Linked DNA regions of Oryza sativa: region 2 is linked to region 1. A link is a contact called in public HiCAR-type data. All regions are on one chromosome and are shown on one strand. Each heading gives the region's core, a stretch centred on a gene start, on an enhancer-like site or on the middle of the called end of the contact. The rest is flanking DNA. Distances are from core to core; before and after follow the strand shown. Region 1 holds the start of LOC4338390. Region 2 holds the start of LOC4338403 (receptor-like protein kinase FERONIA).

Region 1 (2,700 bases), core at 76-2,575:
AGAACCTGATATGATATATGCGTCTTAATCATCATTTCAAGACCACTAGGAGATAATCATGTAGCAGAAAATTCATGTCATGGTAAACAACTAAACGCAGATATGTCATCTGATCCATAACTTAGGAGTTAGGACTGGTACCCAACCACAATATCCTCCAGATAATGTAGCACAAAGAGAAGTTCCAACCTAATATAAGAAGCCGGGCTTGAGCAAGTCCTGTTTAAAGTTAGGGCAGCTAACTAGCAATACCAAGCTATAAATATCTCCCCATTAGGTTCATCTAATAAAGCAGGCTAAAACCCACTATATGAGATAAGTCGACTATAATCAAGTGATCATATTATCCTCTAAACCATAATGATAAAAAAAATAACAAACAAAATAGTATCCCAGGAACTCAAATGGTTAACATAGATGTTAAGTTAACACATAATAATAATATAGACCAGCCTAATCACAAACATTAACTCGCCTAAGTCAAGGTGTTTTACTCACAAAATCACTTTCCTTTTTTGGTTAAACATTTGTAATAAACAATATATGGACATCAACATGAAGGAAAATCGATTTTGTTTTGGACAAGTCACACCGCTTATAATCACACAATGGCACGAGCACAAGAGAATGAGTATTAGACCTTGGAGATGCTGCCGTATGAAGACGACGAGCAGCAGCAGCGAGAATGGCAGTATCTGCTCGATCCACCTCGCGACATGGTGCACGTCATACCGCTGGTAGGCGCGGTCCCCACCCCCGTTCCCGGACGCGCCGTCCGCGCCCCCACCACTCGCCTCCGCGTCGGCGCCGCCACCCCTCCCCGCGGCAGCCGAGGCCGGGTCAACGTCCCCGGCGGCGGTCGCCTCGATCGAGTCCTCCCCCGACGAGGCCGCCCCCGCGACGCCCGCCGCGTCGGCCTCCCCGGGGCCGCCCTGGATCCGGATCGAGACCTCCCCGTCCCCAGCCGCGGCCGCGGAGAGCAGCCCATCGGCCTCCGACGACGACGACGAAGAAGACGGCGAGGACGACAGCGCCGAGGGCGGCCCCGCCTGCGGGGCGCCGGGGCCGGAGGGGACGACGCCGGAGTACTCGAGCAGCGCAGCGAGCGGGGCCTGCAGGAGGCTGGAGGCGGAGAATCTGAAGCCGTAGCGGCGGAGGCCCGACGGCGAGGCGGCCCCACCGGCGCCCGCGCCGGTCCCGGCACCCCGGCGATGATCGGAGGAGCCTCCCGCCGGTGGCTCCATCGCCGGCGGCAGCGGCGGCGGCGAAACCCTACAAGGCGGAGGCGGAGGAGGAGGAGACGAGGCCCCTGGAATGGGGAGATTCGAGAGATCCCCTTGCTTGGGTTGGTTTACTTTGCCTGCCTTCCTTTTGGTTTCTTTGGCTTTTTTTTTTCTTGCTTCTCTCGCCCCGGTGCCGGTGGTGGCCTCGGCCTGTATTTCTGTTCTTAATTCTTATGCTAGTTTTATTTTGATTTAGACCCTCTTTGTTTAGGCTTAGGGTTATTGGTTTAGTTTTTTAAGTCAGCTTATTGGCTTATATGATTTATAAGGCAGTGAATTTAATATCCTAAGTTTAGTAGTAGAGTCATACATCTAACTCATATAAGTCAAAAAAGCTTCTCCAACCTAGCTTTTGGCTTAATAGTGTAAAAGTGGCTTATGGCTTCAAAAAGGCCAAACGAAAACGCTGCTTATTTGTTTAGGCTTAGACTTTTTGACTTATAAGTTGGCTTATAAGCCTAAACAAAGAGGACCTTAGTGATTTAGAATTAGTCTTCTGGTTATATACGTAACCGTAACACATATCACTACTAAGACACATCACATGTGCATGTAACATCATGTACATGTACCGTATACGGATATTTATAACCTCTTAACATTTTCTAAGGACGAAGATCATCGGTAAATCTTCGGCCTCATGTTTAACAAGTAAAATAAAGATAAGTGACATAATAGCTAGGATATTATTAAGCAATTGCGCTATTTGCATGCTAAATGCCATTGGAAAAAAATTCAAACATTTTCATTAGACGATATCCTCAGATCATGACTAAAGAAATTTTGAATAATTATACATTTAGATTGAAATGTGCATTTGATCTCTTTTTTTAACTAGTATATGATACCCCCTCCCTCCTCATCTTTCACCCTTTTCTAATCATGATTTGATTATTCAGAGCCTATCCTTTTTCTCATCACACGTTTAACAACAATAAATACCCTACTACTCTCTCCTTCCCTAAAAAACCAACATAGTACTGGATGTGACACAGCCTACGTATGTCCAAATTCGTATTATTAAGATATGTCATATTCAGTTCTAGATTCCTTTTTTAGAGACGAATGAAGTATGCTAGAAGAGTAAATCTCAATAACCAACTCCTAATACCTCTTTAGTCTTGAATCCTAATTGGTGTTGTCCCCATCCCTTTTTTTTCTCCTAAAGTTATTTCACATTATGTATTATTGAGAAAGTAGAATGGTATTCCCTATATGCATCTAATAAAGTGTACATTAACTAGCATGAATATAAGGATATTACTGTTATGAAAATATGACTTAGGCATCCTTGTGTTTTTTAAAAAACAATAAAAGGTGATGATTTATATTGGTATCTGCATATGAATGAGTATGATATAATGGAGTGAATAAATATACGAATAAAAACTCTGTAATTTGAGTGTTATGTTTGGAA
Region 2 (2,700 bases), core at 124-2,623, 210 kb after region 1:
TACATTGCCTTTCACCGATGGCGCAAACTTGGAGCTAGCATCCCCATCCCAGCTCCGATTGTAGCTATCAGGTTGCACACCAGAGGCTCCACAATTCAGAAAGATTGGAGCAGAGGCCGTGGAATTGTTATCAGCCGCCATGGCAATCGATAGGAGGGCTGACAGTGTGAGCCATTGGATGGTAGCTAGTAGGCTTGGGTGCATCATTGAAGTGGTGGTTGGTGTATCAGGATCAAAAGTTTGAGGATTCGTTCACATCAATTTGCTATAAGAGTTGGGAACACTTGCATAATGCCTTTTCTCTGGGTGGGATTTGAGGCAAGGAAAATGTAGAGTTTGGAGGATTGTACTCTTGTTTACTGAAGAAAGCACATCCAGATAGCTGTAATCCTGTAGATTCACCTGCAATCAGAGCAAACGAAGGGTTCGGAAATTCTGCAAATTGTAGATTGGAAAGATGAATAACAAGAAATGGATCCCTAATAATAGCACAAGTTTATCTGTTTAGATGATAAAATATTGGAAGCAAACTGAATATAAACCATACCGAGAAGTACTATGAAACACGGTAGTAATTTCTGCTGAAGAGAACAGAATTTGAAAGTTACGGCAAAACCTTTTGGTTTGATCCATTTTCTAGGTTATTATTATTACAAATTTCGCACCATCTACTGTTACAAAAAGAGATGTGTCGGACACCAGAACATTAAGTTGTCGATACTGAACGCGACAAATCCTTTGTCAAAAACTAATATAAGTCAACAGGTAAAATGTTAGAAATTTGTAACTAAAACCAAAAGAAAAATCTAAAAAGGGAGGAAAATAAACACGATCAAAGCTCCAGAACGATCATTTCGCATATGGGGAAAACTAACAGAATAAAAATCGCCCGTATTTCGCTAGTTCCGATCCCCATCTGCAAAACCGGCGATCCTGCAGTTCTGCTGATGAGAAGGGATCATAATACTAAGTACTCCAACTCCATTGCATGCAGCAAAACAGAAATACAAAGAGAACTCGATCGATTAGCTCAACTGATCAACCACCCCCACCCCCCAAACCTCCCAGCCCAGATTTGGGGTTTTTCGCTGGGCCAAAATTTCGCGCCAAGAATAGCAACCCCATAACCAAGAACGTACCCCAAGAATGGTAGCCGCGGCGGCCACGGAGCACAACCAATCCAAGCAGGAAGAACTAACAGGAGAGGAGATGAAGAGGCAAGAGCTAGTACCTCGTCGACCTCGCGGCGTCGGAGAGGGAGAGATGGACTCCGCGCGCCCCGCGGCAGTTTCTAGTTGCTGCGCGTGTTTCGGTGGCCAAAACGATGGTGGGAAATCGAGCTCGGGTCCGTAGTGGAGTTGAGGGGTGGATGATGGGCTCGTGCTAGTGCTAGTGCTACTCTTGTATATAGTGGAGTTTCACGGAGAGGTCCCTCTGTTCTCCACAAATTCGTCGTTGCTTTTCTCTTTCTTGTTCTTGTTCAGCTTCCTTTCTTTTTCTCCCATTCAATAAATTATTCTCATTTTTCTCCATTCCGGTGTGATGATGGTTTCTTGGTTATCTTTTTGTTTGGTATGGATGAATTATGGGGGTCAAGTCGGCACAATGGCACGCCCCTAGTTTTGTCGACGATGCCCTGCTTGGGGTTATAGACTTATAGTTGTGGAAAATCCAGTTGTCGGGTGAGCTAATTAACATTCTGTGGTGTTAGAGAATGCATGTGGTTGTTTGGTGTGCTTTTGTCGGGGAAACACTGAAACGAACTAATTTACCGGGCGCATTCTTTTCGGTCCGTAAGTTTTGACTGATTAGCTGCACGCAAAACAATAAACACAATTAGCACAGAATTAATTAAGAAATAATTATTAAGATGTTAAAAAAATAAATTTATTTGATTTTTAAAAATACCTTCTATCTATAAAGTTTTTCACACGCAATATTCCGTTTAGCAGTTTGAAAAACTGAAAAAGGATGAGTAGCCTGTGTAGCCAAGCTCAATTAGCTCATTACAACCGTAGACAGAATTGAGGAGAACTGTGTTTAAGTCATTTGCATTGATTCGGCCTCATGATTTTATTTTCTTTGTAGATCATCTATCAAGTTCAAGACATACGGTGTTCTGTTGATTGTTATATGCGTCACATTCGATAGAAATTTTCACTACTACACAAAACAGCAAATAGGTGTCGACGCTGTAGATACCGGAAGTGCTAAAACCGGCACCTATAGGTCTTTTTTCACCTCCACGGATTGAAAACAAAGAAAAATCGGCACCTTTAAGTGATTATAGGTACATTAGGTGTCATTTTTCAAAAAAAAACAACACCTTAAATTATTTATAGGAGTCGAATTTTTTAATGAACCGACACCTATAATAAATTAAAGGTGACACATTTTAAAAACCGAGCCGAGCCGAGGAGCGGATAAGACCGAGTGAGCGGTCGACAGCGCTGAATGAGCGGACAACTCTCTCTCTCTCTCTATCTCTCTCTCTCTCTCGCTCTCATCAGCGCGGCTCCCATGGGTGGCGGTGGCGCCCTCCTCTCTACCAGATCCAGCCGGGGGGGAGGAGGCGGCGACTGCGGCGGCGGGAGGCGCCCTCCCCTCCGCCAGATCTTGCCGGGAGGGGAGTCGGCAACAGCAGGAGGTGCTGTGACGGCCCGACAGCGGCCTCCCCACCCAGTGGTGGTGGCGGCCCGA

The links. HiCAR-type assays count read pairs that join an accessible place to other places.
Region 2: a contact with region 1 is called in a HiCAR-type map of leaf, with 2.3 times the contacts expected there. The contact joins the promoter of LOC4338403 here to the promoter of LOC4338390 in region 1. A contact is called at or near these places in 1 of 15 Hi-C or Micro-C datasets (an unstated tissue) and 1 of 4 datasets of contacts at active chromatin or transcription factors (leaf).

The regions. Positions count from the first base shown.
Region 1 is chr5:14,672,274-14,674,973 of ASM3414082v1, forward strand. It overlaps LOC4338390, which reads right to left and starts at 1,326. Exons shown (of 8, transcript XM_015785075.3): 1 at 641-1,326. The coding sequence starts at 1,244.
Region 2 is chr5:14,878,262-14,880,961 of ASM3414082v1, forward strand. It overlaps LOC4338403 (receptor-like protein kinase FERONIA), which reads right to left and starts at 1,374. Exons shown (of 2, transcript XM_015784640.3): 1 at 1,232-1,374; 2 at 1-435. The coding sequence starts at 207.